Regions from separate parts of the Macaca mulatta genome. Here region 1 is linked to region 2. Evidence: chromatin contacts called from public Hi-C data. All regions are on one chromosome and are shown on one strand. The core of a region is the stretch at or near the end of the contact, and the rest is flanking DNA. Distances in the headings are between cores, read along the strand shown.

Region 1 (5,598 bases), core at 2,552-5,051, 86 kb after region 2:
GTTATTGATGTTTTAAAACATTTAAGTATTTTGACCTGAATGCTGAAGAACAAAGACAATTGTTCAACTAAAAAGGCAGAATGTAAATATTTATTTAGCTTAGGTATTCTCAGAGCATCTATTTTCACAATCAAAATACTTCCTCGCAAATATTTGAGAAAGAGTTATAATACGGCTCTTTGAAAAGCGTGGGAAATTAAGGATGAAATAAAAACGTGACTATAGACTTCCTTCCTCAATTTTGAGTAAGATTTCAGTGAGGTTCTCTTATAATTGGATGTTGATTTTATTAGCTTTTTGTGTGACTTCATACTGCTTACATTTGAAAATGTTAATTGCATTTAATAGATACATGGTTTACAGTGAATTAAGTGAAATATTGAAAAACAATTCTTAGAAAATAAAAAAAAATGTTGCTTTCCATTTTATTCCTTTTTGATTTATTTATTCCCAGGTTCTGCAGATTAATTTAACTTTCATAATTTTGTTTGCTACATATTCTTTTTTTTTTTTTGGAGACGGAGTCTCACTCTGTTGCCCAGGCTGGAGTGCAGTGGCGCTATCTCTGCTCACTGCAACATCTGCCTCTCTGGTTGAAGCAATTCTCCTGCCTCAACCCCCCGAGTAGCTGGGATTGCAGGCACATGATGCCATGCCCAGCTAATTTTTTGTATTTTAGTAGAGATGGGGTTTCACCATGTTGCCCAGGCTGGTCTTGAACTCCTGAGCTTAGGCAGTCCACCTGCCTCGGCCTCCCAAAGTGCTAGGATTACAGTTGTGAGCCACCACGCCCAGGCACTAGTTATTCACTTTCTTGTTTGAACTTTTGATCATTTATTCCTTTATTTGGCTGCCCATTCATTTGTTAATACACTTGTGAAATATTCAATGACCTAATAATTTGTGCCAGTCACCATTCTAGGTACAATTACATTTCATTAGTATAAAGGCATACATTTCATTTAGGCATATTTCTTTTATATTTGGCAAATTAATTTGTTTTGAAGCACATTGTAAACACTAGAAAGAAATTGATGTGACTTAGTATGGTAATAAGGGAATGTCTGCAATTCAGGTTTTTGACCAGGTCAGCAGTAATGATAACGGCTTACACCAACAGAACCCTGCCATGTACCAGGTGCTATTCCAAGTGCTTTTCATGAATAAATGAGTTGAATCCTTAAAATAACTGAAGATTAAAATAAGAGAGGAGGAAACTGAAGCAGATACCTCACTTTAAGTGATGCTGTTAAAGTTACAGAGCCTAATAAATGCTGGTGCCAAAAGGACAATATTACAAATGTCAAAGTGTTTTTGTGAGGATTAAAATAAGAAAGTCGTGCAAAGTGTTTATAACTCAATAATCAGTAGGGAAAAAAACCCAGATCATAGAATAATTGTTTTTGTGATTGCACCAAGTGACTCATTTAAAATGCAGTCTCTAGGGTGGACTTAACTCGGTCACCTACTAGCTGTGTGACCCTTCAAAAATTGTTTTACTTCTCTGTGCCTCAGTTTCCCATCTGTAAAATGAGCATAATTCCTGCATGATCTAAGTAGGTAACTATGAGGCTGTAGTCTAGGAGATACGGACTTGACAGTGTGTCGCAGGCCATGAAGAACTCCGGGAGCGTAGGAATTTTGCAGCAGTGTCTTTTTAAATGGTCCTACCTGCTGGTAGGACACCCGCCTTTTAAAAGATGGATAGCCTAAATAGTACACAAATCAACTTTTACCTCACTAGCATTTTTTTTTCCCACTAAACACTTCTGGGTTCTTGGTAATTCTTTTGTAAACCACTTCCTCTTGTTGAAATCTTGAACTAGTTTTGATATAGAAACTAGCTGTTGGGGTGATAGCACATGAGCCAGTTTATTAAAATCAGCACCTGGTCTTTGGAGAATGGTGGTCTCTTCTGATTCTTTGTCCTGGATTACAACTCCATCTTGCCACCCAATCCCATCATAGAAACTCATCCTTAAATACTCTTAATTGACCACATCTCTCTGCTCTGTAATTCTAGCTTGCAAAATAAGCTCTCCTAAATATATCATCTGATGACTATTCCAGTTTGCTGTGCTTTCTATTTTTTACATCTTGTGTTATTTGAAGACGTTTATATTTACCTAATCACCCTAGAAGCCCCAGGGGAAAGCAGGATGCCATGAGGCTCCAAGCACGCTGACTGTCTGCATTCATTGGCCAGAAGGAACCGTATTCACTCCTCTTTGGTTTTCACACAAGTCACTACTTTCTTGACTCAACCACACATCCCTTCCTTTGTTATGCTTGTATCTGAGTCATTGCTGCTGCTGATAACCAAATGCTCTTTTGCCATGTTCTTTTCTTTTTTCTACTATTTGGAAAGTCTAATGACTTGCTCCTTTTCTGTCCCCTACAGAGAGTGCAGTGGCTCATGCCTGTAATCTCAACACGTTGGGAGGCTGAGGTGGGCAGATCACATAAGGCCACGAGATCGAGACCAGCCTGGCAAAACTCCATCTCTATTAAAAATACAAAAATGAACTGGACATGGTGGCATGCACCTGTGGTTCTGGCTACTTGGGAGGCTGAGGCAGGAGAATCGCTTGAACCTGGCAAGTGGAAGTTACAGTGAGCTGGGATCACACTACAGTACTTCAGCTGGGGTGACAGAACAAGACTGTGTCTTAAAAAAATAAATAAAAACTAATAGTAAGTTGACTTTCTATTACTGTGGATTTAATTAGTACAATTAGTGTGTTTTCTATGCGGAAGGGGGATGGAGGAGGGAGGAAAGAAGCTGTTATTATAAAACTGTAGTATATGTTTTAAAAAGTTATAATTTTTATCTTTTTTTATTCTTAGAAGCAATATATCTCACACTTCAGGGCTAAAATGTACTTCTCTTCCTCTTCTAAAATCCTGGATACAAATCCTTGGTTTTAAGTTCTCTTTTCCATTCCAGGACACTTTGCAGCCAAAAGTGGAGGTTGAGCTGATCAGGATGGGTTAGGCAACCCTTGTTGTTGAAGGAAGATTTTGGTGGAAGGATCCCATCCCAGTCCCTCCCCTCCCCTCTTCTTCCTCTTCCTCCCCCTTATGATTTTCTGAGCTCTTCAAACACTTTGTCCCTGGGATCACCCTCGCCTCGGGGATGGAGCGCTCCAATGTGGCACCCTTATACCTTGCAAGTGCCTTCAGCAGTGCTTCTGTCAGCCTTGGATGGTGTAATCCGGAGCTGGAGGTCTCTAAGCAGTCAGGCTGCTGCGAGCATGATATTTTGGTGTGTTTGCACCAGCTTCCTGTTGCAGAATTTGGGAAGTGAATCTGGTAACTGCCTGAACAGAAACACTTCCCCTTACTTTCTATATCAAAAAGAAGTTATGAAGTTACCTGACATTGGTGTCTCTTTTTAGGAGTAAGTACAAAGCATTGTGTTTTAAGGAGACTACATAAATAGGGAAAGAACCTCAGCTTCAGCTAAAATAGGTCACACAATTTCTTTTAGCCTCAGTTTCCTCTTCTGTAAGATGAAGCGATACTATGCCCCTTGCATTGGTTGCTATGAGAAGGCAATGAGATGACTTAAATGAAGTGCTAGGTACCTTGGCGGGGGGCACTCAATAAGTGGTAGCCATTTCTCTTTTGGAGAATAGGTTCTGTTTTGTATAAATGTTGTGGACTCTGTCTTCTGAAGTTTGTTTTGTGAGTTGCAGTCATGTGCTTCATATTTCCACGGTAACCCTTGTACTCTGTGTCGGTGTTTATACCCACTTTTGCCAGTGGAGTGAGAGCTCCTGCAGGAAAGAAAGGCATAGTGTGTTTGCTGATCTATGTGCTGGGGTAGAGCGGCGTGGAAGGAAGGGCCAAAGAGCTCAGGCTGGAGCCAGGCTGTCTGAGTTTAAATGCTGCTGCTAAGTTGGTAGCTGTGTAAACTCAGGCAAGTTACTCACCTTCTCTGTGTTTCAGTTTCATCATCTGTAGAATAGAGACACTACTGTATACTACCTCATAGAGAGGTTGTAAGAATTAAATGAAAAAATTCACAGATATATGTAAAATGCTTAAAACAGCATCTGGCTCAGGGTATGTATACTGTTACTATTTACAGCATACATCAGACTCACCATATGGTGAGTGCTCCCTAAATGCAAGCTTGCAAATGAGTGGGAAGTAGAGCATCCCTCTTTCTCTGTGTTCTATAGGGATCCCAAATGGAAGTGTGAACTACACGTGCTTATAAGAGATAGAATATCAAGAATATCAAGTAGAATTTAGATTCCTGTATATGGGAGAATATTCCTCTTCTGCTGGACTCTCTATTTCTGTTTCTGCTGCACCCTTGATTTCCCTCCCATTTGGTATTCCCAGGGCTCCTGTTCGTATCTCTTTGGTCATATCTCCCGGTCATATCTCTGGTGGTCAGTTCTGTGGGGACAGCACTATGTCCAATTTGCTTAATGTTGTATCCGTAGCTCCTAGCCTCTGGCATGATAGCTTCTAAAAGCATGTTTAACAAATGATACGTGGAACACTAGAAAGTGCTATTGAACGTAAGTTTCCAAGAGACACTATTTGTGCACTTAGTAAGGTCAGTACACTGGGCCAGGGCGGGGGCAGGAATACGTGAGAACACAAGTGTAGTGGGAACATATTGTTAATTTACAACCGCAGGAAAAAACAAATATGCATGGTCATAAAGCTTGATTTAGAAAACAGTCTCATTATTAGTGTTAACCCCAAACCTTGGTATTTAGTTTAGGGTAGAATCTGGGAAGAGAAATCAAATGGGAGATTCAGCCCAGAAGAATCACATGATAAAGACTGACTAAATACTGTAAATTTTTCTCAGAGCAAACTTTTATAATACATGTTTCTCAAATATTAATTGATGGTCTAGTGTCTAAAAGAAATAAGCCCAGGAAGGCTATACCATTGTATTTTAAGTGACCTCTAGCCACTCTAACAACTCCTTGAGAGTTATGGCAACGTCCAGGATGTTTTGTGCCTTTGTCAGGCATATGATATATTACTGCTTGCCTGGCCCAGTGTCTTTTAAGATTTTCTGTGGATCAAGTGTCAGGCCATGGCAGGAGACTTGTTCTAAAACAATCATCAGCCTGGTTGAAACAACATAAAAAATGTTTCTAAGTTTGCTATGAGTGTTGTCCATGGCACCTCACCGCAAAGCTATTTTCCTTTGCATCTTGCAGTTGTTTTCATGGTGGCAACTTCTGCAAAGCATATATGATACCTGGCAAAGGATGTCATGGCAGGTTGAGTGGTCTATCTGTAAGTCTTTCTAATTTGGCAGTAAAATTTTAAAGCAAATCCCAGAAAATCCTTGTTGATCTTTGACTCTATGCCCATTAAAGTTTTTTATATCCCCAAAGAATTAAGATCTTCAGATAAAATGTGAAGTGCGGCACAAACGAAGACACATTTGTCAAGTATTAAAACGTGCCAGGACTTGGAGGTGTCACAAGACCTTTTACAAACTGTGTATAGTTTTGTAAATTTAACAAATGACATGAAATTTTATCTTTATAAATGAAACTCCCAATTCTTGTTTTTCTTTCTCAACTGGAGGCAACTAGAAAAAGAAAGACTTTTTGC
Region 2 (6,428 bases), core at 377-2,876:
TGGGGTAGGAGTAGTTGAAGTCGCTGTTCGAACTGTAGCTGCTGCTGTCTTCATCCGGGGAAATATTGAACCGTCCCATTTCGGCCTTCTTCATGCTAAGCACTGGGAGGAATCGGATGCAGCTAGCAGCGCTGGGCTCCTTTTGTCCTTGGCGGTGGGTGCACCGGCCGCGAGTCGGCCTGCGAAAGTAGAGGCGGCGCGTCAGGACTGCAGCGCCCGCCCGCCGTGGTCAGGTGACGCCGCCGGGAGGCGCAGCGCGGCTGATTCATCCCAGGCCAGGCGAGTGGAAAAGTACCAGCCGCGCGCGAGGGGCGGGGGCGCGCCAAGGGGCGGAAAAGTACAGACGGCTGAGCCGCTGAGAACAAAGATGATTCCACCGCTGTGCTGCGGCCGCCGAGGCCCCCTACTCCGGCAGATTTCAGTATTTCACCCTCTCTATTGTCCCCAGTCGGAGTGGAGGGGGCGAAGAGGGCTCTGTTTTGCTTTTTCCCAGGCGCTGCAAACGTGCACAGGCACTCAGGGCACACATGCAGCCCCGACCCTGGCTCGTGTGCATGCAACCTAGGCGCATGGCTTCCCGTTTCTAGCATTTGGAACAGCAATGCTGCGTAATCTGTCCTTTACTGCCTGGAGTCCCCACACCGGGAAATGCCTCTGCCGCACACAGCCTTCCCCAGAAGGAGGCGGAAAGGGCCGACACTACTCTCTCGAGGGGGGCGAACGCCTGGGCCCCGGGAGCTGGGGGTTTATTTACACACGCGCGCGCCAGTGCCCTCAAGCACACCCGTCCACAAGCAGCTGGCCCGCGAGTGCTTCGCCCGCCCAGCCCCTCCTATGTCTGGAAAGCAAACTGATGCAATATCGATCGTCGATATTGTCAAATGTTCTCAACTTGTCTTCCCCAATCTTGGCCTCTCCTATAATACATACCCAAGCCCACCTCCGCCGCCCCCAGATTCCTGGTTCCCTGGACTTAATTTTTTTTTTTTTTTATTAAATGCAAATCAGTCACAAGACTTGCCGCAGCAGAGCCGCGGGCCAGGCTGGCTCCCCTCCCCCTAATGGGAAGATGCGGCTCCGCACCGGGCAGGCACGCGGCCCGGGCCCAGCGCCTGCTCTCCTGCCCACGTCGCGGGCGCGACCCCTGCGCGGCGGGCCAGGATGGAAGGCTGGCCAGGCCAACCGACAACGCCCGCCTCGAAAGGAAACGGACCCCGCGGTCGCCTTCCCGCGCGGCCCCTCCCGGAAGCCCCTCCCCCACTCTCGCCCGGGTCCCGCGCCCTCCCCACAGACACCCCCCCGCACGCGTTACCTCGGTGGTCTCTGTTCTTGTACCCTGGAAACCTCACGCAGACGTCTTCAGTGGGTTTCTCTCAGTCAAATACAAATCATAAAAAACAAACAAAAAATTTCCCCAAATCCAACAACAGGCAGGAAAAATAATTTTAATAAAAAAGGAAATGACAAACTGCCGCCCCAATCCTCCGGCGTCCGCCGTGTCAAAGGAAAGGCGCGAGTGTGCGGTAACGCGTGGTTGGGCTGCTGCTGCTGATAGCAGTACTGGAAAGGCGTTCACTAGGGCGGCGGCGTCGCGGGGCTCTGTAGCAGCCCTTTGAGCGGCGGGTTATAGCGGCACCCCGGGACGCGTCAGTGGGCGGGGCCGCGGCCGCCCGGGCGCCTTCTCTTTGTGTATCAACACCACCTGGGCCCCACCTCCGACCCGCCCAGCCCGAGGCCCCGCCTCCCTGCACCTCCCTCTGCGGCCCGCGCCCGCGGCCCAGCCCCGCCCGAGGGCGCCCCCAAGACTCTCCCGCAAAGCCAAAGCCCACTCTCTCCAGCTTCCTAGATAGTCTGGAAAGACCCCCAGATGCTGCCGCTGCCTATCCTTTTCAACCCGGGTTGGTGCTCAACACATGCGGTTGTCTTTGAGGAGCCATCTCCTTAAAATTTTCTCCTGTCCGATTCACCAGCAGTCCTTGTTTTGGGGGCACATATCAAGGCTTTTCGGGGACACCACCCTCCCACCAAACACTTTCTTGATTGTTATTTTTGTGATTTACAATGAGGTTTTGTCTCACAAACTTGGGCCAAGACAGCAACGTTGTCCTGATGGTTTGTTGTTGTTTCTTTTCCACCTAGACCTGCTTTCACTCTTCAAAACTAGCCCGAGGTCGGCTAGCAGCTCCTTTTCGGGATGACCTTTTTGTACGGCCATGGAAAACCAGACTAGCGGAAAGGCTACCTTTTGGCCAGCAAGCCAGACCCCTTAGAAGGAGGCTCCAGTAGGGAGCCCGGCGCTCCTAAGGCTGCTTGGGAGTCCCCAGTTTTCCATTCGCTGACACGTCGCTTCTCTTATCCCATCACCACCGCCCCCTGCAAGGGCACTGCCTTGTATGAATGCGGGTCTGAGGCGCTTTCTGCAGAGCCTGGTCCTTTCCCTTCAATGGTGATGTGGTCTTGCTGAGCCAGGCAACTAGGGGGGCCCCTTCACTGTGGAGAAAGTGGTGCTGCGGGAAAGGCAAGACTCACTCCCTTGCTGGAAACAAAGACCCCTTAGGAGAGAGAAATGTTCGTGGAATGAATGAACAAACAAGTTTGACCTACTGCTCTCTTCCTTATGGGGACGTGGGAGAAACTGGGCAGGGCACAAAGCAAAGGGCTGGGTGTGATCACAATTTTTGCTTTCAATATTTTACTGAGGAAATCTGTACAACTGCCTATTTCCGCCGCACATGAGGCTTCGGGTGCCCTCGCCTGCACCAGTGTTTATGATTGACAAGCGAGGGCCCGATTTCCCCCATCACACTCCTGTGTTCCCTACCCCAAACCTTCTAACCTTCTACTCCGCTCAGGCCAGTCTTTTTTTTTTTTTTTTTTTTTTTTTTTTTTTTTTTTTTTTTTTTTATGAGACAGAGTTTCGCTCTTTTTGCCCAGGCTGGAGTGCAATGGCGCGATCTCGGCTCACCGCAACCTCCGCCTCCCGGGTTCAAGTGATTCTCCTGCCTCAGCCTCCCGAGTAGCTGGGATTACAGGCATGTGCCACCACCCCGGCTAATTTTGTATTTTTAGTAGAGACGGGGTTTCTCCATGTTGGTCAGGCTGAAATAATAGCCATTCTTGCTTTGGTGGCCAACCTCCTCTCACCCCCTTAAATGCCGCTATCGCACAAGGCTTAGCCTTTGAGCCGCAGGAAAGCACCCCGCATGCCCCATAGCGTCCCTCCCTACTCTGTCCTCTTTTTGCAGGTACTATTTTCTAAAACAATATGGTGATGGACTTTTAAAAACCCATGCTGTCATGCACTCAAAATCATTCCAGACTATTTGTAGTATCATCTGCCCAAAGAGATTGTGAACTCCCCAAGGGCAGGTTTGGAATTTGACACACAATTAGGGCTGAAAAAACTATCTTCCTTCAACATACATTCCCCACTAAAATCAATCAACTCTTCTTGTCACAACAATCTTGGTAGTGGTAGGTTAGAGAGGAGTCCCAGGAAGTTTCTTTAGATCAGGTTTCAACTGATAACAATCAAAAGGTCTTAAACCACTTTTTCATTCCAGATGAATCTCTGGTCGTTTCCTCTGCCCAGTTAGAGGTGCTAAGGAGGCCCTCAGGGTTGGTAGTTATGGGTGGCAAGTTGCACTATAAGTAAATCTCATGTCCTTTGGACTTTTTGGTGGTTCGTATTGCAACACATATTTAGGAGAAGCACAATACCTGTACAGCTGAGGGCAAAGTGGTGGGAGGGGCAGGAGGGGCTGCAGTAATGATCTGGTCTCTGTGATCAGAACTTGAACAGTAAATGACAAAAAAAGAAGAGGGGGTAAACTTCCATGTTTTTATTGACAGTTTGATTTGTCTTTCCGAGGGCCAAACTGAGGCACGCCTGCTAACTCCATCAGGCTTCCAGCTGAGGCCTGATGTGCTCTGAGCAATTGCTGTTATGCTTTGGGCTTGAATGCATTGGACACAGTGTCCTCATTCAACTTCTGGGAAACGATATTGCCAAATACCTATTGGTCATAATTTTGTTTGATTTCTAAGCTACTGTTCTAGAAGAGCAGCATTTTTTAAACTTTCAGAATGGGACCAAGTGGTGGATAGTGATGAATTCAGTGGATTACTACTAGCTTTTTATTTCCTTCAATGCAGTAGAACAGAATACTTTTTTAAAAAAATCAGTATGCCATATGTACTATTATTCTGCAAATCTTTTATCTTGATTATGTGTGTATATATATATGTGTGAGTGTATATATGTACATATGTATATATTTGTGATTATCTGTGTGTTCATATATATGTGTGTGTGTGTATTATGAGTTGTGATGTAAAACAGGTCCCCAACCCCTGGGCAGCAGACTGGTACCAGTCTGAAGCCTGTTAGGAACTGGGCTGCACAGCAGGAGATGAGTGGCAATTGAGCAGCATTCGGCCTGATCAGGGGTGGCATTAGATTCTCATAGGGGCACAAACCCTATTGAGAACTGCACATGTGAGGGATCTAGGTTGCATACTTCTTATGAGAATCTAACTAATGCCTGACAATCTGAGTTGGGACAGTTTCATCCTGAAACCATCTCCAATTTTTTGTGGAAAAATTGTCTTCCACAAGACCGGTCGCTGGTGCCAAAAGGTTGGGGACTGCTGATGTAAAATGTATTTCTTGCTGCGGGTTGGGGTATCAAAGAATTTTGAAAGCTACTGAAAGTGAATTTTATTTCCTATCCTAAGACAGAAAAACTGTCACAAATATCAGTTATCAATTCTGGATTTTCAGGAATGCATTGTCAGGATACAGTGTTAAAACTATTTATTGAAGGTAGGTGGCTATCTTCTGTACAATTTTTTGACCACTATTTCCTGATAAAATAGAGTGGTTCTGTTTCCTGGAAGCTGTCATTGGTTGACATTTTCTACTTGTTGTTAAACAACTGGTTTTTAAGATGACCCTCAAAATTCTATTTATCCAGCACTACAATTTGCCAAAAATAGGCTTACACATAAAATTTGCTTCTATCTACCCTCCATTTCCAACTGTATAGTTTCATTCGCAGATTAGCTTCTATGGCTTTCTTTGATCTGGCCCAGTCTATATTTCCAATCTTATTTTCCATTATTCCTTGTGGTAGGCAGCTTCTAGGATAGGCCCCAATAAATCACCACCTGCTGGTATTCATACATATTTGTAATCCCCTCTCCTTGAATATGGGCTGGACCTAGTGATGCATTTCTATCTGGCAAAAGTGATAGCATGTCACTTCTGAGGCTAGGTTACAAAAAGACAGGCCGGGCATGGTGGCTCATGCCTGTAATCCCAGCACTTTGGGAGGCTGAGGAAGGTAGATCACCTGAGGTCAGGAGTTGGAGACCAGCCTGACCAACATGACGAAACCCCGTCTCTACTAAAAATACAAAAATTAGCTAGACGTGGTGGTGCATGCCTGTAATCCCAGCTACTCGGGAGGCTGAGGCAGGAGAATGGCTCGAATCTAGGAGGCGGAGATTGTGGTGAGCAGAGATCACGCCATTGCACTCCAGCCTGGGCAACAATAGCGAAACTCTGTCTCAAAAGAAAGAAAAGACTGTGGCTTCTATCTTGTTCTCTTGTTCACTTCCTCTGGCTCTCTTCTTCATTTGCTTTGAAGGAAACAAGCTGCCATCTTGTGAGCTGTTCTATGGAGAGGCCCATATGTCAAGGAACGGATGTTTCTGGCAACTACCAGGTAGAACCTGTGGCCTGCCAACAGTCATTTGAGTAAGTGTGGAAGTAGATTCCGCCCATTTGAACCTTGAAATGAATGTAGTCCCAGCTAATACCTTAGCCAGAGGACCAGATAAGCTCAGCCCAGATTTTTGACCCACAGAAACAAGTGATAATAAATGTTTATTGTTTTAAGCCACTACAGTTTGGCACATTTTATTACTCAGCAATAGATAACCAATATATTCCCCTTCACATACCCTATGCTTTTGCCAATATATGTTGCTCAGTGTTCTCAATATAAACCGTTTTCCATTTAAACCATTTCTACTACTTGGAATGTTCTTCATACCTCCTCTTCCCTGCCACTATATATTTAAATTATATCTTTCCTTTGAAGCCCAGCTTAAATATCACAACTTGTATCAACTCTTCTTTATTTGGTGATCCCATTTGAAACTGATTTCACTTTACTTTCAACTTAGTGCCTTATAAATATCTTTTTTTTTTTTTTTTTTTTGATGACACTTCTTTTTCTGTTGTCTACATATTAGATTTGATGTTAGTGTCTTTTCAGGGCAGTCTCTTGCTAATCACATCCAGTCTAGTTACTTGTAAAAATAAGGCACTTTTTGAATATGTAAATGAATGAAATACTTTTTTCTTTATAGTACTGATCACCACCTGAAATTATGTTAAATATGTTCATTTATTTACTTTT

The links. Hi-C and Micro-C count contacts between places; a contact is called where the count stands out from the background.
Region 1: a contact with region 2 is called in a Hi-C map of blood, with 2.4 times the contacts expected there. The contact joins the enhancer-like site here to the promoter of SLC38A2 in region 2. A contact is called at or near these places in 4 of 14 Hi-C or Micro-C datasets (CD4 T cells, blood, cortical neurons and 1 more).

Annotation. Positions count from the first base shown.
Region 1 is chr11:53,524,975-53,530,572 of T2T-MMU8v2.0, forward strand. All of the region lies in intron 1 of LOC107000841 (a long non-coding RNA gene), which reads right to left. Among named protein-coding and RNA genes, the nearest start is that of SLC38A2, 85 kb to the left of the region's middle. Within about 2 kb of position 3,802, at least 16 of the 40 cell types and tissues checked have an H3K27ac peak or open chromatin away from gene starts, as enhancers often do. A contact at or near this core is called in CD4 T cells, blood and liver, where this site is marked.
Region 2 is chr11:53,441,284-53,447,711 of T2T-MMU8v2.0, forward strand. It overlaps SLC38A2 (solute carrier family 38 member 2), which reads right to left and starts at 1,627. Exons shown (of 16, transcript NM_001257811.1): 1 at 1,313-1,627; 2 at 1-179. The coding sequence starts at 94.